2 separate regions of the Drosophila melanogaster genome follow, and region 2 is linked to region 1. The links are chromatin contacts, called in public targeted proximity ligation maps. All regions are on one chromosome and are shown on one strand. The core of a region is the stretch at or near the end of the contact, and the rest is flanking DNA. Distances in the headings are between cores, read along the strand shown.

Region 1 (6,805 bases), core at 2,259-4,758:
TAACTGAAATGGAACCTACAGAATCTACAGTGGTCAAATAGAACCGAATAGATTACCCTACATCTTCTCTGTCCACTTGGCCTTTTGTTTGGTAATTAGGCTTGACAACAGGCAAATATAATACGCCAGGCCAACAGGTTTAGATGAATCCCCCGCATGGGCACATAAAACACTCAATTACGATTGGGAGTGGGAGACGTCCCAACCCGGTATTTTCACTCGGATTTGTCCGCCCATTCGATTGATAAGCGTGAACAATGCACACAAGAAACGAGCAAACAAAATAATAATAACAAAGAACTGGACGGAAGCGACTTGTGCTGCTGATTAGAGAGTGGGTTGTGGATGATTCAGTGGGTGGATGGGTGGTCAACAAGTTCAACACCTGTTGGCGACTACACGACGATAGATGAAAGCCCAGCCCAAAGCAAAAGGGCAACCGAAAACAAAGGTAGGCCTGGCAACAAGCATTCAGAATAATTAAGGCCCACAAACTATGGCAAAATGTGCACACATACGTAAATACGTTTATGTCATTTGACACCTGAGAAGAGTGTAAGGCAACTGAAGAGAATATAGTTAATGAAAGCGTGGAAAAGCAAAGCAAGCAAAAAACTGCATATGAACACGGGACCAGGCGACGCTATCGAAGGCACGCCATGACGAATTCCAATATACTCGTACAACATAGAAAAACTGCCTTTCAATAGATGTAAAGTAACACGAAACGCAGATACTCTGTGCGAAAGTCGTGTTAAAAGTCCACAAAATGATCTCGCTGCCTTTATCGCTGAGCTTGCTCCAAAACAATAACAGGACAAATGCAGAGTTACTTTATAGTTGTGATAAAATATATGGTGATATATATTGAGAGAGGAACACACCACATATGTACAACTAAATCGACTGAAGTTAAGAATTAGTTGACAACAAAAACTCATAATAGTAAGATAGTGAAAAGTCATTGACCCACAACGAGGAGATTATTCAAATACTCATGACTCAGCCAATATACACATTTTTCAATTGGTCTGTGCAAAGTTCTAGTTTTTATACAATTCATAATGATTGATTATTCCTTATCGAGCAACATCGAATGATGCAAGATTATGAACGTTCGGAATGGAAAATGGGAAATTAGACAAAGTGAAACTCAGCTTGCATTATGAATTCCAATTCCCAAATGAATCACTAATCAATACCGAGCACTAGCACTCACCCGTTTGCTCCTGATGTTGTTGTTGCTGCTGCTGTTGGGGAGTGGGTGTTGGTGGCTGCGGAGGTTGCGCCTGAACCAACTGGGCTGGCTGTTCGATTAACAGGGGCGACGTTTGCTGCAAAATGTGATGCGGCGGTGGCGGCAGCAGAGCTGGCTGGACTGCATCCGGAGGGAGGGGCATGGCAGCAGTCCAGGCCACCGGAATAGGGCCTGGTGGCGGTGCTCCGCACTCGGCTAGCTCGTCCTCGTACTATTAACGATAAGAAATGTTTAGTATTGCCATTGTCTTTAGCTTCACGGTATGCCAGGCCCACTTACCTGCGGTAGCGGACCCGCTCCTGGATGGATTGGCTGCAGGGCGGCCATCTGACCATCGTCGAATATCTGCATCACGCCCATTTGGTGCTGCATTTCGTGCATCTGTGGATCGTAGATGGGATAGTTTGGACTGATCATGCTCGACGTCTCCGAGGAGGGCAGGGATGAGCTATTGTGGTTGAGCTCATCGGCTACACTGACAGCACCTCCATTGGGATGCACAGCCACCTGTTGCTGTTGTTGCTGCTGCTGTAGCGCTTCGAAGTCCTCTGCGTACATGGGGCCCTGGTGCCAGATCTGGGTCATTCCGCCGTCCGGCTGAGCTCCACGTTCATCCACTCCCGGCTGGCCAGCGTCTTCGGGTACATACTGGTACTCAGCCGGATGCATCATGGGGTAGATGTACCCACCGTGGTTGAACCACGCAGGATTATACATCAGCGGTCCGGAGATGAAGAGCGGCGTTCCAGTTGCCTGTTGGGCAGCAGTGGCATTGGGGGGAGGCTGCACATTGGCATGTTGGGGTGTGAAGTAGGGAGAGGGATATGGCCCGTAGGCGTAGGTTGGTGGCGCCGCGTAGTACTGCTGTAAGTGCTGCATGTGCGCCTCCGGCGGCGCCAACTGCTGACCAATCTGATCCGGCTGAAGCTGCAGCCCGGGATTGGCTCCGTCCGGCGGTGGCAGTTGCTGCTGCGGCGGAAGGGTGATCAGTTGCTGCTGCTGGAGGTGACGTGGCCCATGGTAGTCATTGCGTCGCGGTCCACCGCCACGGGGACGACCTCGTTCGCGCATCCGTCCGCCACCCATTCTAGGACCATGGGGATTCGGAGATCCGCCCTGGGGCGCCAAATTAATGGGCACAGGCTGCAGGTGCGGCATCACCGTGTTGCCCTGTGTGGAATAACAAGTAAGAAGGTCAGTAATGTAGGTGCTAGCTAGTAACAATGCTTAGTAATTAGCGAAATTATCGAACAGATGTATATAGATCCTGTTCTGTTTCACCCACCTGCTCCTGGGGCATGTCGCCGTGTCCAATGTAGTGATGCTGACCTCCGGGTGGCATATAAGCCGGAACACCGTGCGGCCAGCCATGCAGGTTCACATTGGCAGTGACGTTGTTCACATAGACGTGATTGCTGGGCATCGGAGCGGGGATCATGGCCGGGTAGTGGGCTCCGGCGTGCGGGTGTCCTCCGTGGGCGGACATATAGACGGGTGGATTGTACACTGGCTGTCCGGTTGGAGTGAATGCCTGGACGGGCGTCATCAAGTTGTTGTTCCCGGATGGTGAGACCAGGGTGTTGTTGTGATGGTTGTTGTTGTTGTTGCCATTATTGCCGGGTCCGCTGCTCACGCCAGACGGCTGGGGCGTCGAGGGCGTTGAGATGGGCGTGGCTGCTCCTCCGCCTGCCGCGCCGGAGGATCCCGCCGTCGTGGAAGCCGACGACGACGTGGATGCCATGGCTTTGAGGCCAAAGGTTAGAAACTTGGCTCAAATTCCGGTTGAATGTACTTGCGGATTTAGACGAGTCTCAAGAGTCGCAGCAGGCGCCAAACATTGAAATTGGTTTTTGCTGATCGGAAAGAGAGCGCATAGCAATTGATTAATTAGTACATTAAGGAGATAATTATATAAGACTGGGCAATCAATATTAATTATGCACGCAGTCGAAAGAAGAATACACCATTTATTAGAGTCCCCTAATTAAATTTATTAATATAAAGTATGGGGGCATGAGGGTAATGATTCAAAACAATTTCTATTGACAAGACCAACTGTTGAATACTATGGCTGATTCTACAAATCTTGAGCCGCACGTTTAAATATATCACATCAATAAAGTAACTTCAATTCTAACACTAGCTTATGCAGCTGGAGCGCACAAATTCATTATATTTTACCCGACGCAGGTTAAATTCTAATTAAATGCGATTTTCAATTCACGCCACTCCGCGTGCCGCAGCCAGAAAAGCGATCTGGCAAGGCCGCACAGCTGTGATGAGACGGTGTAATGAGAAAATCAAATAAACAAAGCAAAAGAGACGCATAATTTAAATAAGGCTTACACGGGAATTATCTCAAATGTAGACGCATTATAAATGCATATTTATCAAACAAAACTAACTGCTGCCCATTGCATTTCTGGACATTTTCTGGACGATTTTTTGGTGCCACACGGCGCCCGCTAGAGATGAGTAATTGCGACGATTTGCCGGCTCACGTAAATATCGGTCACGAATGTAACAGGTTCAAAGGGCTCTTTTAATGGGTTTTTCTAGATTAGAAGTTGGTCATGGAAAGTGAAATGACTTCGGCATGGAAGCTGGTCGTTCATCTTGAAAACTACCTGCATTTGACAGACATTCATTGCTGTTCTTTGGGAGTTTTAAATTACTCATCTCTGCCGAACACAACACACATACACCAGCACATGCACGCACTCACACACACGCACACATGCACACACGGAGAGGCAGGGCAAATGGAAGAAATGGGAAAATAACGTTCGCTGGAAGCAAAAAGTCCACGATTCCCTACTAGTTGCCAGGTTTACTTCTTCCGAGTTTTATGTAAATGGAGGAGCCAGGTGTTTGGTGTTATTATTGTGCTAATTTCGTGGGCGCCGGGGCGGGTGTATCGAACGTACCTTTTGTTGAGTGGCCAATTGAAATCAATTTTGCAATTTGATCATATTTTATGCGTGCGGCAATCTCTCTCCTGCTCTCTCTTTCTCCGCGGTGCCACGATAATTCCGCAACTTTTTACACGCTGCTGCTCCAAATTCTGCTGCTTTTGCTGCCACAAATTAACATTGAGGCGGGCAGTTGCGCGGGGTCACAGGTCTCGGGGCACGGGCGAGAGGTCACCGGTTAACACGGCACTCGGCGATCCCTATATTGCTGAGGGCCACAAACGTTTTATTGTTCTCTATTTTTCGGCCGAAAAACCTTCCTGCTCCCAGGGTTGTCGCAATTCGATGACAGTGCGATAATCGTCGGCGCGTGCTATCGATGGCCAGGGTGGCCACCCGCCTGCAACCGATGGCAACGCTGTGGAAAATTGGCGGGTAATTTGAATGCTTGACTATGTTATTAAAACCTATTTCGGACGTATTCGACAATACAAAACACCAAGACTATTATTAGACACACATTGTTTGTTTTTATTTATGCAATATTAAACATGCAATGAACAATTATACAAAAATTCGCTGCACATCAACAGAGATTCGTGTTCGGCCTTCCATTTAAACCAACTCGGGCATTTTGAATTTTCGGATTGCTGTGGGATTTTCAACATCTATTATGGAACGAGAAACATTGTAATTGCATGGATTACAAATAAACACTCAGATATATAATCGTATAGGTACATATAATGCTGTAATGTGGGGATTAACACTGAGAGCGTACAACTAATTATATATGTGCATCGAACTTAATCCGTGTTCCGATTGCTTTTCATTGACTAGTTTTCCATTCGCCATTGACCAATTTTGTAAATCAATTTGCCTAATCAGTCTTTACTATAAGCTGATTGTACTTTTTACAGGGTATGCACAAGTCTGGCATTTATTTGGCCACGCCCTCGTATTTAGATCGTTGTGAGTACACATCCTCGTAGAGATTAGCATTAACATTAACCGATAAATAGTATTGATAACAACGGTACACCCAACGGGACATTTCGGCCCCAGATATGGGATCGTAATAACGTGATATATCTCATATTCTAACAATAGGAAGACTAGTGACGACAGCTGCGATCAAAATAATATCTCTATGTGTTTTCCAACCAACTGCGCTTCCAAGAATAGGCTTTATTTTGATTCAAAAAGATCGTTTGATTTTTCAGCTCTTTGAAATATGAACTAAAAACAACCTTAATCAGTTGGAAAATATGTCTGAAAATAAATCTGAGACTATTGGAGGAAATCTAAAAAAAATGCACACCAATCCTTCTACGTTTCATGCTATAATTATTTCGATCGCAACTGAAGTTATATTTTTAATAACATCAGTTTATCAAGTTAATAGACGTCGTTGAAGTTAGTTCGTTAGTTGATTGCTTAGGCCCGAGGCAACACAGAGATAATTGCTGGTATATATATATATATATATATATATATACTCGTTTAACACTTATCTAGATACGATCTAGGGGTTATAAAAATAAACGACACGCACACGCACAAAAATACATATACAAACATCAATCGAGTTGCTAAAGTAATTGTCGATGGCTGCTGGTTAAACGCTAAGAAGTGGGTGTATCCATTCGATCCTAGGGATCCTGATCCTGGATTGATTCAGTTGTGTGGGAATTGCCCGGCTGTGTCGGAGGCGGGGGTGGAGAAGGCGGGGTACTTGGATGCAACTCATCCGCATCTATTTCGATCTCAATCGAGTTCTCCCGCTCCGTGATCTCCGGCATTTTGAGGGAGAAGCTGCTCAACTTTCGCTCCGCAGATCCCAAGGAGCCCTGGGAGTCGGCTTTCAGCAAAGTGGTCCTCCTCTCGTTGATGACCCTCAGTGAATCGTACCTCTGCTCATCCGCACTGCCACACCCACCGTTTTCAGCCAATCCCCTTTCCATGGACCGTATGTAGAAAACGGAATCATCCCGCTCGTTTGGAACACCTTTCTTGGGCCTGTAGAACTGGCGGGAACTATTGCTCCTGTATAGCGGATTGGCCACTGGCCTCGGATCCTCCTCCTGCTCGCTGCGCGCGAGGGGCAGGAATCCCGGACGAGCCTTTTTCGGCGGCAAGCTGCTCGTGTGGTGCTGCAGTTCGGTGATCTCCTCGTAGGACGCCTTGGGCTGTGTCGTCTCCTCCTGCTCCTCCGACTGATCCAGACTCTCCTCGGGAACGGCTGGCTCCATGCTGGATTGGCCCGACAGCTGGCGCACCGGTGGCGGTGGCTCCGAGCATACAGATAACTGACTCCTGCAAGGAAAACCGAGTTAAAATCTATTTGGGAACTTGATTTGGAGGGGTACAACATGGACATACCGAAACTCCTTCTCCACGGAAGGCGTGGCCGATGGACCCGAGCTGTAGCGCTTGGGCGAACGGAGAATGGATTTGGGCATCACTTCGGGACTATGAAGATCTACTTGAACACGCCGAGACTCGATACTGGATGTTCGACTGGCCATGGAGGCACAGCGAGCCGTCCAGCGGCCGCTATACGAGGAGTCCGACATTGTAGAGTTCCTGTAAGCAATGGTATATGTTATTAGCCAGCTAGAGGAGCTATTGGACA
Region 2 (6,805 bases), core at 1,997-4,496, 430 kb before region 1:
GCCATGGCCAAGGAAATCGGAGCGGTCAAGTATCTGGAGTGCTCGGCCCTGACGCAGAAGGGTCTGAAAACCGTTTTCGACGAGGCCATCCGGTCGGTTTTGTGCCCCGTGCTGCAGCCCAAGTCCAAGCGCAAGTGCGCCCTGCTCTAAAAGAGTTAGACAGTTGGTCGGTGGTGTTCCACCGACGGACTCTGCTTAAACGTAATATTATTAACTATAAAACCATTATGTAACCTAAGCGTGGCCAGGCTAAATGGCTCATCCGTAGTTTCTTTGTTACAATTTTGCCACTAATTTCCGCTGCTAGGGGGGGATTCCCCCAACCCAACCCAACCCAACTCTTGCTTTTGTTTCGTTTCCGAGTTCTGAGTTTGTTTCGAGTGTTCTGTAATTCATAATCCAATTATTCTGTTTATTCGTGCATTAATTTCAACTAAAAGTTAAAAGCGAGATGTTTCTAGACGAAATGGAGAACTGTAAACTCTAACTGTATTTTGTATTATTTAATAACTTTTGTAATTAAAATTAATGTTGTAAAACTGAGGTAAAACCAAAAACAAAACAAAACAAAAAAAAAAAAACAAACGAAAAACCTAAAAAAAATGTGAGACAAGTACGAGAATAGCCGCATAATGAGCATAAAGCATAGATGTCGCATAGATGTTGATCGAAGGTCCTGCGGAAGGGATCAGGATATTGAGTCAGTAAAGTAAACGTTCCATTGCAATTACACTTACATTATTACATACTTGTATTTAGATGTTGTTGGATATCGAAGCGACGGCGCGGGCGAGTAACAACTTTTTAAACTTTTGCTAGATCCAGGAACTATCAATATATATACATGTATGTATAAGATGAAAAGTCCTTCGTATACTATGTACTGAATTAAAGGCATCAAACTGAGCAACTTTGAATACTTTGTATTTTAAACGACAGATATTCAAGAAACAAAAGAAAAACAAAAAACATGAACGAAGCCAAGATAATTATATAAATGTGTCTATTTCAATGGAAATCAATAAAGCATAATAAAAGGAGTTTTGGTTTATTTATTGTGATATGTTTCTTATATTCTTCTGACATATCATATGTAGTGAATACTAGAAAACGATCTGCGCATATTAGGGAACTATGAGTGGGAAAGAGCGTAAAACTAGTTTTAGCTAAGTCGAATCACTCATCGAAAAGATATCTGAGTGCTCTTTTCTTCTCCAAGATCTTCGCAGCACCAGCACATATACTTACTTACATAGCTCACGCATTCAAATATTCTTGATTGTTTATCAAACTCCATTCGTCAATGGCCGACATTGGCCCTCGCTCGAGTGCTCACTGTACCCACAACGGAGACAGACTTATCAACGCCGAAGAACGAATTATTTTGCTTATCTCGGCGAAAGTCGAGAACCGAAAATAATCTAAATCAGCTTGAAACAAAATAACCGATTCCCGGAGCTCCTCACTTCTGGTTCTACACCGAGAAAGAAGTATTTATGGTTAGCATGAAAATAAAATATAAATATATAGAAGTAAATAGAATAAAAGCATTTTATTGAACATGTTGCAACTAAACTCTAAAATGATCTTGTTAATAATAGTTAGATGTAAAATGTAGTATCAAGTCCAGATAAGTGGCAATCGTAGGCATTCAAGATTCCTATTGTTTTTTCCGGTGCACTCACACTCTCTTTGGAATGTTCTCGCAGCTGGAAATAAATCGGGCTACAGCGAAAATCATTTATGTTTATACATATGTTACACAGGCAAAGGCGGCGTATCTGTGGCTCGGGGCAAGGGGGAGGGGGTCAAGTGACCGCATGTGTGTGCGGATGGGGTTTCGTTCCAGTGACGTGGCCATTGATGCTCCAAGAGCTGACGTGGACGCCTTTCAATTAAACAAATCACCTCAAATCAATTGGTCGTGGTGCCACATACAAAAGGAAGGCCCATCATTCGAGTCGGTTTATAATGCACTTTCTTAAGGTCTTAAGGGCTAGACAAGATTACAAGTTATTTGGCATGCGAAGTGGGAGATTCATAGGATCAATCTTAATCTCAGGGATTCTGGGTATCTAGACACTCTAGAACTCATCGTGGCGGGCCAAGGCCTCGCCGAAATCGGTGGCCTGGGAGCCGACGAAAACGTCGTACTTGTCTAGTATTTCCTCCTTTGTCAACTTATCATCGTGGTCCGCATCGGCCTCGAACAGCAGGTGCTTGGCCTCCGCCTCCGAATGATCGAAGTCATGGGGCGCAATCCACTGCTTCACTTCCTCCTCGTTCAAATAACCATCTTTGTCCAGGTCGCGATGTGTGGAGAACGCCTCCCTTTCGTTAGCCACCCACTCGGGCTCCTCGTCTTCCGCGCCCGTCGATCGGTACATGTCGCCAATGTACTCGTCCACCGAGATCTTGCCATCGTGGTCCTTGTCCAGATCGGTAATGGTCTCGCGCAGAACCACACCCTTCATGCTGGGATGGTCCTCGGGGTGCAGGAAGGCGGTAAACTCATCCTTGGTGAGATTGTCATCCAAGTCCTGGTCGGCCACCGACCAGCGGTACCGATCGCGTTTCAGCAGGCTCTTGTAGCTGACTCCTGTTCGAAAAAACAAATACAATTTGATTAGATTAATGTGATGTTTCCCGCCCATCAAAACAGTGATTTCCCTATCAAATTGATGCCTCTGCTTACAATGACGATTTGGGCTACATACCATTTTCCTCCTGTTCCTTCTCGTCGGGGCTCAGATCATCCATGAAGCCGTAGACAGTCTGCATGTAGGAATCCCAGCTTATGGTCTCATTGTTGTCCGGATTGTGCTGCTTCCACACGCGACCCACGTCTTCTTCGATGTAGCGCCTCTGGGTGTAGGCGATCCAGTTCTTTAGCTCCGCCAATGTGACTGACCCGTCCTTGTTCTCGTCGATTCGGTCCACAATGACGCCCAATCTCCGCCTGCTCTCCTCGGGTGTCAGGCTGTCGAACTTCTTGGACTCGTCCGGGCCCAAGAAGGCTTCGTGGTCAAACTGGGCATTGTGCTCGCCCCCGTCGAAGTGCCTGGGGTGCAGGGGGTCGTGCTCGAGCGGATTGTGGGGCAGCTCTTCCGGTATGCTGGAGGCACTTGCTCCACTTATCACCGCCGTCAGCGCAACAACAAGTAGCAGCATCTGAATTCGGGTTCTAGCCATTTCTCGTGAGCGCTCACGTCCGTTCGGTTCGGCAGGCAAACTGAGAATAAATCGTGTGTGATTGAGATATTTCGAAAACAACAATCTCTCTTGTTACTTTTCTAGTGCTGCCAGATTATTGGATAAGTGATGCCCAGTTGGCGGGACTTTTGAAAATCATGCAATTACCCCTGGGAAAGAAATTAAACTTAGTTAACCGTTTATTGTAAAAAACAATACAACTTGTGTATGTGTTAGATTGCATTTATTAAACGTCCTTTCTGTAAAGCTAGTTAAATATGGTACAAATAAATATGTGCAGAAATTTGAATTGAAGCGTTGGGCTAACTACAATATTTCACTTAAACTTATTTACATTCACACAGCTGCAGGATTCAGTGACCCAGTGAACAAACGTTTATTTGGGAGCATCCGCGCCGTCCTGTCCCAGAGAACTAAAGTCTCCCGTGTTGCACGAGATGCTGGGAATATCGAAGTTTGAGAAGCCCCGGTAGTTGGACACCTCGGGCTTCAGAGGGGATGGAAGCAGGACAGCTGTGCCGGGCACTTCGCTATCTATAAGGCTATCCGTTGTGCTATCCAGCAGACTGGTCTCCGGCAGAGGCGGCGGTGGCTTGGCAACTAGGCCCTTCTGCGCCAAGGGGTCGAATTCGTCGAGATTCAGCTTTGACTCGTCCGCAGTGCTGTTTTCCCCACTTTGATCCGACAAGTCGAAGTCGTAGTTGATATTGGTCAGGCCTCCTTGAAACTCGGAGCCCAGCATGAGTACGTCTGTGTTCGCATCGGGCACAGGCTCCTCCAAGAGCGAGACGGCATCAAACGCGGTGTAGTTAAAGATTGGAGAGGCGAAGAGGTGATCGGCTGGCTGAACGTTCTGCTGAAGTGGCGACAGACGGCCCATCGAACTCATGCTGGTATCCTTAAGGGACAATCCAGATTCTTTAGACGCCGCTGCGGGCTTTACCAACCCACCGGCTGCTGTCAGCGACTGGGAGGTCAATGAGCCGCCGTGCAGCATATTCGCTTGATAATGACCAGCCTCGCTTTCGTTGAGAAGGTGCGCCCTGGCTTGACCAATCAGAAAAGCGGGTGTTTTGATGGGCAGCAGGTTGAGTGGGGCCTTGGCAATCACGGTGTCTACTCGTTCCGTCACCTCTCTTTGGAAATCGATAAGCTCTTTTTCAAATGAAGTTATTCCAGAGCTTATCAGGGCGTTCCTTTTCTGCAGCATCTCCATTCGCTTCATGTTCTCGGATATCAGGTGAAGGCTCTCGCAGGCCAACAGGGCACTTTCCCAGGGCGTGCTGTAGGGCTGCTGTCCGGACATCAGAGCCTCGAACTCCTCGCTGCTGACGCCCAGACTCTCGCCATTCAGATTCTCTATGAAGGCGATGGCGGAGCACAGATTGGTAAAGTAGTAGCCACTCTCGCCGCTCATCAGCCGCGAAGCGTTTGTGAAGCGCGTAACGAAGTTGATGTTGCTGTGCAGTCGCACTGGATTTGCCTTAAGCACGACGAATATTAGGGCGGGTAGGAAGTCATCCGCACTGGCGGGTCCTCCAGTTGCCCGCTTCAGAAGCTCAAAGATGTGCCTACAGCAGCGCCAAGTGCACTGCAGCTTCTCCTGCGGCGAATAGTACGAATCTATGCCCACCAGCTCGGATATAGCATTGTAAACCAGATCCCTGGCCTCCGAGTTGACCTCGTCGATGCTGCAGTCCAGATGCTTGGCCGTAATCCAGCTCAGCTGGCGTATCCGCTTCTGCACCTTCACGTCACTGTCCTCATCGGTAGTGAAATAGGGACTGAAGAGAAATCTGCAAAAAAAAAAAAAGAGTTTCCCAGATAAAAATATGTACTCCTCTGATATCAACGTTCCGCTTGACTCACTTGTGGTTCTGCGTCATCACCACTTTCTCAAAGAAGTCAATGGCACTATCGCGATCCTCGTTGGTGGCTATCTCGAAGCTGGGATCGTTGTGCACAATGTCTGAGACTTTGGTGTAGGCGTTTTGAACCAAATCTGATAGTTCGTTGATGTTTTTGCCGCCATTTCCGTTCATATACTTGCGGATGTCGCTGTCCAAACGCTGGATTTCAAGCTTGAGTTTCCGCTTGCCATCGTCGGGAATGCGAAGTTGCCGCAATTGCAGTAGGAACTGGCCCTCCGTGGGATCCGGCACATGACCACGCTGTTGGGTAACTAAGGAATATCCAAGTATAAGCATTTAAAGGCAGTGTGGCTATGCAATATTACTTTTTTGGGCTCCCGCCTGCAGAGTTTTTTGCAGCACAGCGGTAAACTTTTTCTTTTGCAGGGTTCCCAAGTTGTCCTGCTCCTTGTCCGACGGCTTCCTGACCTGCTGCTCCACTTTTCCCTGGAGGTGCGCATGCTGTGGCGATCGGCGATCCAAGGTGGCGACCGAGGAAGAGGATCCAGGACCCGTCTCGCCACCCGTCTCTGTAAAGAACCACTTCATGACTCAACGCTCATCGGCTTTGGAGTTATATGCAAGCATTGTCTGGGGACCTACGCTTCAACTTACGCTTCAACTTCCGCTGCTTATCATTAAACTTTTCTCGGAAGCACATCGAGCACAATCCTTCGTTTTGGGGGGTTCCGTAAAACCCGCATCCTGAACGGCACTTGAGGTCCTGCTGGCCCAGCCGCAAAGACGGAGGTCGCGCCGCCGTTGACATCTCGGAGGTGTGGCTATAAAAATACAGCTCCCTTATCTGTGGGAGTCCCTTTGTTGCTTATTGTTTTCGTGACTGAATTGTGGAGATAAATAATTCTACTGCTGCCAGCGTTGCCAGATGGTCTTTTATCCAGTGGTGGGACATCGCTCAGAAAGTTAGAGATGAGCTGGTTCGCCGGCTTTAAGTAGCCGCCCATCGAATGGAACTAGTTCGCTTCGTACAAGGGGGATTTCCCTCTTTTGAATATAATTTTGATAAAAAAGAACGTAGTTCGCATATGACCTGTAAACCCACATACAATTAAAACACTATTCAGTTATGTTCCACTAAAATTGGATTTTAGCATATTTTATTCGTAAAGAAAATATTTAAACTGCAACTTAGGGAAATTTGCACAATTAGATCGAATACATGTAGTAAAATCGTGGTGTCCTAGGGAACATTTCAACACACATTCAATTCTTAGATGCACACAAACATTTTTAAAACCAGTTACACACGTATATCGACATAGCAAGTTGATAAAGTAGTAACATTTAGGACGGTTATACACGTAAAAAGAATGCATTTCTGGAAGGGTCGCTAATGGTAGTAGTTCACAACAGCAATTGGAAAAAGCTCAGAAAACACAGAGTTATGGCTTAGACTAGACTATAAATTTGCAAAGTTTTTTGTCCTAACTGCTCTACGCTACGTTACCGATCTTGTTCCCCAATGAAAAGTTTAAATCTGCAAACAAACCTTTGCATCGTCCAGCTCTCCTCGTAATTGACGATCCAATAATGCACTCAACTACTAACAACTCGACTAGTTCAACACTACCTCTACTTTATCTCTAGTTCTTCTAAATTTGTTCTCTCGTCTAGCAGTAAAAAGATTTGGAAAAAACCATTTTGTCTCTGTTTGTGTTTTG

Evidence for each region.
Region 2: a contact with region 1 is called in a targeted proximity ligation map of the Kc167 cell line, with 3 times the contacts expected there. A contact is called at or near these places in 5 of 107 Hi-C or Micro-C datasets (the Kc167 cell line, brain, embryo and 2 more) and 1 of 7 datasets of targeted methods (the Kc167 cell line).

Annotation. Positions count from the first base shown.
Region 1 is chr3L:869,614-876,418 of dm6, reverse strand. It overlaps Usp10 (Ubiquitin specific protease 10), which reads right to left and starts at 3,508. Exons shown (of 10, transcript NM_001274300.1): 1 at 3,440-3,508; 2 at 2,544-3,111; 3 at 1,538-2,428; 4 at 1,220-1,469. The coding sequence starts at 2,999. CG12502 reads right to left here. Exons shown (of 7, transcript NM_138223.2): 6 at 6,553-6,756; 7 at 5,524-6,486. The coding sequence ends at 5,823.
Region 2 is chr3L:1,295,113-1,301,917 of dm6, reverse strand. scf (supercoiling factor) reads right to left here and starts at 3,246. Exons shown (of 2, transcript NM_058044.5): 1 at 2,718-3,246; 2 at 1,529-2,599. The coding sequence starts at 3,192. The coding sequence ends at 2,085. It overlaps Rabex-5 (Rabaptin-5-associated exchange factor for Rab5), which reads right to left and starts at 6,005. Exons shown (of 4, transcript NM_138249.3): 1 at 5,739-6,005; 2 at 5,450-5,653; 3 at 5,083-5,395; 4 at 3,421-5,009. The coding sequence starts at 5,892. The coding sequence ends at 3,590. It overlaps CG32333, which reads right to left. Exons shown (of 10, transcript NM_001274317.1): 10 at 6,219-6,805. Rac1 (Rac1,) reads left to right here. Exons shown (of 1, transcript NM_001274318.1): 1 at 1-1,039. The coding sequence ends at 150.